Linked DNA regions of Zea mays: regions 1 and 2 are each linked to region 3. A link is a contact called in public Hi-C data. All regions are on one chromosome and are shown on one strand. The core of a region is the stretch at or near the end of the contact, and the rest is flanking DNA. Distances in the headings are between cores, read along the strand shown.

Region 1 (3,408 bases), core at 516-3,015, 130 kb after region 3:
GTGGTACAGGCCCCTGAGCTTCTCAGAGTACTCGCCGTGCAGGGACGCGACGAGTACGGCCTTCTGTTTTGCCGGCTGGCCGCTGGAGTTCGCGGCGCCGGTGGTTTTGTCGTCCGCGGGCACACGCACACCGACGCCGGGCAGGATGTCCTCGCGTTGCGAGCAGTTGAGGATCTGGCCGTAGAGCTCGTCGGTGGAGATGGGCGCCCACCAAGGGAACTTGCGCACCTGGATCCCCACGCGCTCGTCCGCCTTGGCGAAGTACGAGCCGTGGTACCGCATCACCATGTCCCACACCGTGTTGCTCGGGCTGAACAGGTAACGGCCGAGGTGATGGAACACGACGTCGCGGCGCGGGAACATGCGCGCGAGCTCCCCCACGTACCGCGGGATCAGGAACAGCCCCGGAACGATGTAGTTGTCCGACAAGAACACGAGCCATGGCACGCGCCTCAGCTGGGCCTGCACGTCGTCGCAGAAGAATAGCTGGTCGTGGTAGGCCCCGCTGTAGTCGTGGCGCAGGTGCAGGTAAAGCCATGGCGCCACGCCGGGGTCCTCGCCGCGCCTCAGCACGGAGCCGAGGCTCTCGTGGTGGTTCCGGTCGGTGAGCCGCTCGATGTCACGGATAGGGAAGTCCTTGTCTGCTGGCAGGATCCACGTGGAGCCCGGGAATGGCTCGCACAAGAGGTCGTCGAGGTCGTTGCCGCCGCGGTGGAGAAGGAGCACGCGGTCGGTGAGTAGCGCGTAGAGGAAGGCGGAGGTGATGGAGAGGATGCGGTTGCCCAGGCCCTCGGTCGGGTTCCACACGACGTAGCTGCACCCTCCTGCAGAGGAGTTAGTAGTAGTAGAGGAGGCGTTCGGCGGCGTGCGAAGGCGTTCGACGGCGCGCGCGTAGGCGGGGGTGCCGGGGCCGCAGCGGCGGTGCAGCGACTCGTAACGGCGGAGCGCGGAGACGAGGTAAGACGAGATGGCATGCAGTGACGGCCGCCTGTAGAGCGCGGCGCGGTAGCGGCTGAGGCAGGAGCTGTCATCGAAGTCTGGGGAAAGGAGGCCGCCTAGAAGCCGGTCGCGGGGATCTGGCACTGTCGCCATTGGACCGGCGCCTACCAAGCATGCAGACAGGGGGATCAGATCAATTCAGAGAGAGCAGCAATTGCATGCACGTTGCTTAAGCTAGTTCAGTAGTTCGTGCATATGCAGCTTAAATTTCATGGACGTGGAATGGGCGGAGTTGATTACGTACAGTTTATTGCTTAGCACATTAATCACAAAAGAAGAATTTTTTTCGAAAACAAAAAAACAAATTATGCGCAATGATACAGCGGGGTGCTATACGAATGTACTCTAAAACCTATACGGAGGGAGTATGTTGCTGACAGAGGGGTTCTATATGATGTATGCATGCATGATGCATCGCTTGTCCGCGGTTAGTGGCAAGCGAGCAGCACAGTCACGAAGCCGTGCGCACGTACCGGCGTTCACGGCGGCGCGTACTCCCGGCGGCACCCAGGTATTGCCGCCGGTGAACGGCATCAGCCGGCCGCAGACGGCGGCCATCATGAGCAGGGCAGCCACCACGCTCACCATGATCACCAGAACCGTCGGCCGCGCGGCCGCTCGAGACCACCGCCGTGGCGCCACCGATCCACGAGACGGTGACAAGTGAGATGCAGTTACATCCATCACTTGGCTGCCTAGAAAAGAACTTGCTGATTTGCTATGCATGATCTAGTTCCATCTATCTGTGATTCGGCCTGTTCCGGCCGGCTCACTGCTACCTGCTGACAGCTAGCGAGCTGATAGGCGTGCTTCTTAAGTTCGATAGCTAGCAGCTCGAAGACGCAACATGTAGGACGTCAGGCTTGCTATGTCAATGCTTCGATCGTGCCATGGCCCATGGTTAGCTAGCCAGCAGGGCATTGACGGAGGCACTATGCAGCTGTACTAGGCCATCCATGCAGGAGCAAGACTTCCTGGCAAGAAATGCGACTAGACGAGCCATGTGACAATGTGAGAGTACGTAACGACGAGACGAACTGGCTTTCGTTCAGGACGACGCGTACGGCGTACCCCGGCGGCTTGGCCGAGACCCAGGTATTGTTGCCGCCGCCGAGGGCGTCAACCGGGAACTGAACAGAGGACGGACCACGCTCACTATTGATCACCAGAACCGCCGGCCGCTAATCCACGACACGGTGACAAGTGAGGTTTTATTACCTTGTTCTGTTCTGACCCATCACTTGGCTGCTTTGGATCGTTTGATAGCTAGACATGGACTCTAAGTTGGCACGATCCGTCAGGTTTGTCATGCATGTCGCATTTTCAATCTGCAAACTACTGCAGTTAAGAAACACGCTGATCGCTAGCTAGAAGCACTTCAGCAGTCAGTAAACACTGCTTTTCACCTTTAACGCTTTATTTAAGTACTCTAGTATTAGCCTTAATCAACATGTGTTGAGTGGATTGGGATCTAAATTAGTTTAATTTACAGCTCAATCCACCTCAACAAATGTGGATTAGGGTGAATACACTAGAGTATCCAAACATGGCCTAAAGCTCACTTCTTATTTCATTAGGGCTTTCGGTTCTACCCCAATCCATATGGATTGAGGGGGTTTCAATCCCTAACAAGTCAAAATCACTCTGAATCCGTATCAATCCCCTCCAATCCATATGGATTGAAAATAACCGAACAAACCCTTAGGACTTGTTCGGTTTGAAGGGATTTAAGGGAGATTGAAGGGGATTAAATTCTCTCCTATTTAAATTTATATAGAAGGGGATTGAATTCTCTACAATCCCTCTTAATCCACCCCTAACCGAATAAGGTCTTAGGCCTTGTTCGTTTCTGTCGGATTGGTAGGCCGGAACGATTCTTATCCGGATTGTTTCTCTAATTTATATAAACTTTGATTAGCTAGAACGATTCCGGGTGCAATCCGACGGAAACGAACAAGGCCTTAAAGGGCTAGTGAGATCACGACCCGCCAAAGCATTTACCAAGTCCTAGGGGTTGGGGATCGGGATCCGCCAACATTAGGTGAGGGCACTGACACGTGGGCACCGCATGCACCTACAGTAACGTAGGGGATCCAAACACAAGAATGATATGGTCCCGGAACGGTCCCTAGTGAACTAACTAATGAGCAGCTGCATTATGTAAACGTGGAACACGGATACTTGCAGTCAAACAAACTGCAAGTAGAGGAGAGTTATTTCTTCTCTAAGTGCTTGTTCGGTTATAAGTGGATTAAAGGTGATTAAAAAGGGATTAAATATATTGGTAGTTAAAATTGAATAGGGAGAGATTTAATTTCTCAATCCCTCATATCCTCATGCAACCGAACAAGCCTTAAAGAGAACCAAATCTGTTATCACATGTTTGTGCAATTCATGACAACTGCACTT
Region 2 (3,116 bases), core at 70-2,569, 170 kb after region 3:
AGTACACTTTTATAATAAGTTCATGCTAGATATTCAGTTTTTTTTTCTATGTTTTTAGTCAAACTTCAAAAACTATGACTTCTCGTGAAGCGAGATGTGTATTTATTTTGGGCCAGAAAGAGTAACAGATTTGCTTTGACATAGGAATGAATCTCGAAACTTCTACGTGAAGACTACTGGCAAAAAAAGAAGCTCAAGAAACATGAAGATGAAGACGTATGCTTTAGAAACAGATTTTCTTTCGCTCCGCTAGTCTCTGAATCAAATTGAAACGATCAGTCAGTTGTGCAACTGACAAATTTGCATAAACCGTACGGAGAGCACAACACTAGAACACCAAGTGATCAAATCGGTAGGCAAAATTAAGCATAACTGAGTATGCTGGCTGCATACAAATCCTCGGAACAACAAAGGTAAGCTCATTAAAAAAGAAAGATAATTGTGGACAGGGACCTGGACAGCCTACACCTGCAGTTCATAAGTACTAGAAAATGACCTAGGGAAACCAAATCTAGCGGTGACAATGATTAGTAAAGTACTACAGAAAGTCAGACACCGCCAATCAACTGTGGCCGTACAATCTGCATGCAAGGCGCTGGCAAGGAACTGAATTTTCACACGAGAGTTCATATACCAAATCCAAAACCTAGTTAAACTACGCACGCGATTCCGGCGAAAGAAGCAATCCAAAAGAACGCGGGGCAAAGGGATGCCGGTCCAGATCCTGCCGGGCCAGGATCAACCAGCTAGAAGCACGGGCGGCACGAATAATCCTTCTCAACAAACTTACCCGGCACAAATCCGATCCAATATATCTGTTCTCGCGCCGCGGCAAGCAGGAACCCCAACGGAGAAGGCAAGCTCCGGCCGGTCTGATCCTCGCCTGCCTGCGCGTTATAGATCGTGTGGCGTGGCGGTGCGCTTGGTGGTGGTGCCTTGGTGCTGCTAATGGTGGAGTGCAGTTTGCTTCTTTAAATGGTGCCGCCCAGCTTTGCGCGCTCCAATGGGACGGCCGGGGAGAGGCCAGCGGGAAAAGCGGCGGCCCCGGGCGCACCAGTAAACCGTATATGCCCCTCTCCACTCCAAAAGCGGAGGCCGTGTGCCGATTTAACAACTTGCACACGCAAAAGGAATCACAGATGGATGACCGACGGATGGAGGAGGTGGTCTCTGTTGGAGTTCACCGGAGGTCCGGAGAGGCAGAGACGAGAGCTTCAGCTGCTGCCTCCTCGCTGCTAATACAGGGGAAGGGGAAGCCACCGCCCACCAGCGGCGATGGCCTCCGAACAATAATTGCCACTATTGGTTTCTAGCTTAGGTTCCCCCTCGTCTGCACCTTTCCCTTCTTGGTTGGTACCGTTGCAGCTCCCTCGTGTGGTCATGCCATGAAAGCAACACGCTCATGATTTTTAAAATCCCAACTCCTTTTTCTCTGTTTTGCACTTCCAGTCTCAGCTTGAGAAATTGTATTGCGGTTTCTCTGTGTAGATTTCATAACCAGTTCAAAACAAGAGCACCAGAATTTACAAAAACTAAGGATGCGTTTAGCAGAATTAGGGTGACAATGTGCTCTAAATTTTATACTATAAGACAGCTTTTGACAGGATGCCGATTCTCAAGTGAAACGTTTTTCTTGTAGCCTAAGTATTTGATAGGTGCTTCTACTGATTCCCGCAAGAATTGGAAATGTTTCTGGTTGCAAAACATGGCCTATGACTCTATGAGACAGCTTCCGAATCTTTCTCTACCTTGAAAAACTTTTTTTTGTTGGGCTGCCAAACTTTTTTCGGTGTATGTTGGTTGATTTTATCTACCTTTTTGAATTAATTACAAAAGTACTGCTATTCATATTTTAGAAATGTTTTTTATTTCATCGAGGACCACACGGTGCAAATTTTAGTACTCCTTGCTTTGTTTACGTGAATCAGATGTGCACATTCAGTTCAATAGATGAATTTCCAATATAACTATACACGGTTGTTAAGAAAAAAATCCACAAAAAATTATAGGACGGAACACGAGATCAAGAACTTAACGTGAATACACAAAGACCACGAGGATTTATACAGATTCAAGATCTCAATACGATATAATACTGTGAATATTGTCTATACAATATGATCAGATAATTTGTTCTACATATGTGTTACCACCCCCATTTTATAGTTCAAGAAGTACGGTTGATTACAGAAAGCCTATCTAAACTCTAGCTAGATAAGGATGAAGAACAAACTGATTGACACCTCCTACATGTGGACTCCCTTATAGATCAGAATGTGCTAAAGATGTCTTATGTTATCTATTTCATGTAGGCGGATCTTGTTCTGACATGTGGGCCGAGTACCCTAGTGTCTGAGTCCAAGTCCCCGAGGCCCACAAATCAACCTCTTTTTTTGTTGGAATGTATTAGGCACCCCTAGTATATATTTTTAATAGTAGCCTTCGAGTCTGACTTAACAGAGTGATCAACTCGAGTATATTTGACTCTGAAAATTGGATCTTATTAATACTCATTATAATTGGCCTGAGTTATCCTCCTTGGTAGCCGAGTTATCTACATTAGATGCAGCCCCCGATTCCTAGGACTCGGCACAACTCAACAAAAATCCACCGGACCAGCACTTCTGATTTTGTGTAATGCTTCAGCTTCTAGCTCGGCTTTCGGCTTCAGCTTCATGCGATACTTTGCACCCCTCTGTTATGTTACAAATTAAATCATCCACTACTTTTAGGGTTACGCAAATGCTAACCTTCAGTGCCCACACTCTCACCTCCATTGTAGCCTTTGTGAGCACCTTCCGGCTTCCACCACCGCCATAATGCTCATATAAACTGATTTTGTAGAATAAATTATCTAGTAAACGGTTTGCCAAAGCACCGGTCGATCTAGTAGATCACTAAAAATTAGGAAATTTGGTTTGGGGAGATAGGTTCAATATTGTGTTATTGGCCTTGACCTAGGGGTTGGTAATATTTTGTAGGGAGCTCAGGAAGGTTATTTGGCATTCATTTTAGAGTATTTTTATCAAGTCCAACCATAGGTTAACTAGGATTGACCCTTAGTTGATTTAGGTTGATTGGAGGGAAAGGTGATGTTGGATAGCAAATTTGGAGTC
Region 3 (3,081 bases), core at 508-3,007:
CCCGCCGGGAACGCCGCCGCCTCGTCGTGGCCCAGAAGGCTCCCCGCCAGCGCCACCGCCACGGTCTTGGCCACCCGCGACATCGCGTCCGCCACCTCCTGCACCACGTCCCTGCATATATGGGCAGGCGGGCAGCTCTGGTTTTTAGGCCACACGACATTGGCTGCTTGTTTTTTTAAAAAAATAATTATTATTTTTACCACGGTAAAAAATAGTACTACTTAATTACTGAGCACAGTACACTGCTGGCCAGTTGGATTATATGGCACCTACACCTACGTGTCATTAGGATATTTCGCTACTTCTCCAGCGTGTTCTGAGGGATACTGATACATCGTGCGTGCCGGAAAGGAATTTAATAATGTGCAAGCCGGTGTCTGGTTGGTAGGTTGAACGATGGACACGACGGCGTTAAATTAGGTTCGTGTACTAAAAGATCCCATGTTTCGTGGTCGCGTACACCACCGCACACATGATATCACCAAGCATTGACTCGTAGCGCCGGAACATAAAGGTCGAAAGCCAAGTTCAGGCAGGCAGGCAGGCAGGCGGTGTACGTACATGTGTTCGCCGGCCGTTGAACTATCAGAAATCATATACATATTATTGGTAGCACAGCAGTACGTGCGAGACGTAGGTACAAATAATAATGCAGTACCACTGTTTGGTCACGTCATAGTACGTACCACGGAAAGGAAAACACACACCCGGCCCAGCTGCTGCTACATGTGCCCTAGAAGATATTAAGGTGCATGCTATATACCACGGGTGGAGCACCGAAGCACACATGTGCCGATGTGCTTGCGGCTACGTACGACCTACGAGATGCACATATATGTGATAGCATGTCGACTCCACCTTTTTTTTTCTCTTCTTCCTTTTAATTTGGCTCACTAAAAAGATACCCAGCGTACGTCTCTGTTATATATTGACAGGCATTACATGGTCATATGATTGAGAAGGCGGCTGATGATAATAATAATAATAATATGCGTTTAATTTATACCCCCTCACCCCATATATAGAAACTAGCAACTAGCCCGTAAACAACGGCTACAGTAACAAGTTGGGTACTAGCTAGCTAGCTATAGCAGGCAGGTAGGCCCACACGCAATTACGTGCAGTGCAGTGCAATTGTGCAAAGCAGCAAGCTTTAATTTACCTCAAGGAGCTGAGCTCTCCGAAGTCGCAGGCAGTGCCGGAGATGCTGGCGAGCGGGACGTGGAACGCCTCCGACCACGAGAGGTGGCGGAGCGACGTGGCCGTGGGGGCGCCCCAGCGGTAGGAGCCGTTGAGAAGCCCGGCCTTGGCCTTGGTTTCGAACGGCAGCCGGAACAGCCGCGCCTGCTCCGCCCGCAGCCGCTCCAACAGCGCCCGGCTCACGCCGTGCCCGGTCACCTGGAAAAAGCCCCACTCCGAGGCCGCCCTCGCCATGGCGTCCGCGCACGTCGTCCTCGCCGCCTCGCCCGCGCTGCCCTGCAGGCACGTCAGGTCGATCAAGGGCAGCTCGCGCTCCTGCACGCAGCCCTCGGTCGCCGCCGCAATGCCGCCGCCGCCGCCGCCGCGCCGGAGCAGCTCCAGGTAGCTGTCCACCAGAGGCGGTTCGGCGGCGCTCTCCGCGACAAGGGACGGCATGGTCGGAGTGGCAGCTACGTAACGCATGTAAGATATTTGCGTGTGCGTGTGTGTCTGCGTGATCACACTACTCTCTAGCTATAGCTACTACACGTAGCACGCAGCTTGGTGCACACTTGCTGGTCTCGATGCGCTAGCACTGGCTGGCTCATAGCAAAGCGCACGTCCACCGCCCCTATATATAGAGAGCAGGGCTAGCTGGGGGGCCGGCATTGCATTGCCCGGCCCCGGCCCCCTCTCTTGGTTCGTTGCATGCACCTTGGTGGTGAATGGTGGCTCGGCTGGCCCGGGTGTTCGACGGTGAGCCACGCGACTCGCACGGCCATGGATCGACACTTGGGGGCCGGAGGACGCAACAAGTTATGGGGGCCGTGTCTTTAAAATTTGACCGGCCGGGCCACGGGAGGATTCATTGAAACCGAAAAGTGCAAGGGGCGGATTGATGTAGAGAGCTGGAATAATAAAGCTAGTACTAGTAGTTGAGCTGAGCCACATCCCTGTGCAAGTCCTGCTACAGTGACTCAGTACCGGTACAATAGTATATACTACACTGACTTCTTGGGAGTACTACAATACTAATGTCTCCATGTGAAATTAAAGCTGACAGTGCAGCCCCGGCCCGCCCGTCTCCCTGTTTCACTTTGACCATGCTTGTATTATATTGGCGAGTCAGGCCCTGTACCTGCTTAGATGTGTTCCTTGACCACTACTATAAGGCTGTGCGCAACGGCAGCGCCTACGCGGCCCCCTCCCCTTCCATGCACGGCTGTAGGAGGCACCCCACAGCCGCAGCGGTGCCCCTACAGCGCCTCCTACGCATCGGCACCCTTCTCTCTCCCAGATCTAGCGTGTCACTGTTCATCACCATAAACACTGTGTTGTGGGTCCACGAGTAATTGTTAGTAGATAAAAAAATTGATAGTTGATATAGAAAATGATATTTTATAGTTTTAGTGGGGTATAGAGGAGTATTTAGGGGGAACCGCTGCGGGAGATGAAAAAATAGGGGGAAAAATAGAGGGGAAAAGTGATATAGAGGGAAAAATTTAGGGGTAACGGTTACGGATAGCCTAATAAGGGCGTGACAGCTGACTGCTATATAGTTGTAATAATCCGAAGGCTGCAAAAAGAAAAATATTTCTTTTCTACAGTTTTATGTAGGACGGCGACTATTGTACAATTAGATTTTATATTACGTGCAAACGAGTCTTCTGGTTCGTTGGATTATGGATCATGATTCAACTGTAGATATAATTGTATATACGTAGGGTATTAACTGATAAATTATTATCTTGTTTACCTGGATAAACATCTGCTACGTACTACTTTATCCCGTTGAAACGTCAAACAATTGTACGTTTAATTAAAACACAGAAAGGATATCTAGCTACATTTGTAACTTTGAATAGGTATACTATAAAAAATGTGTTACATAATTAGTCAAAT

What was found. Hi-C and Micro-C count contacts between places; a contact is called where the count stands out from the background.
Region 1: a Hi-C map of ear shows a contact between it and region 3, with 2.3 times the contacts expected there. The contact joins the promoter of LOC103646204 here to the promoter of LOC100281860 in region 3. A contact is called at or near these places in 8 of 25 Hi-C or Micro-C datasets (bundle sheath, ear, endosperm and 3 more) and 1 of 3 datasets of contacts at active chromatin or transcription factors (leaf).
Region 2: a Hi-C map of ear shows a contact between it and region 3, with 1.6 times the contacts expected there. The contact joins the promoter of LOC100275345 here to the promoter of LOC100281860 in region 3. A contact is called at or near these places in 4 of 25 Hi-C or Micro-C datasets (bundle sheath, ear, leaf and 1 more).

Annotation. Positions count from the first base shown.
Region 1 is chr2:29,142,227-29,145,634 of Zm-B73-REFERENCE-NAM-5.0, reverse strand. LOC103646204 (probable fucosyltransferase 7) reads right to left here and starts at 1,765. Exons shown (of 2, transcript XM_008670929.3): 1 at 1,473-1,765; 2 at 1-1,103. The coding sequence starts at 1,725.
Region 2 is chr2:29,099,608-29,102,723 of Zm-B73-REFERENCE-NAM-5.0, reverse strand. It overlaps LOC100275345, which reads right to left and starts at 1,319. Exons shown (of 9, transcript NM_001149441.2): 1 at 791-1,319.
Region 3 is chr2:29,270,671-29,273,751 of Zm-B73-REFERENCE-NAM-5.0, reverse strand. LOC100281860 (gibberellin 2-beta-dioxygenase 7) reads right to left here and starts at 1,757. Exons shown (of 3, transcript NM_001154780.2): 1 at 1,163-1,757; 2 at 1-111. The coding sequence starts at 1,662.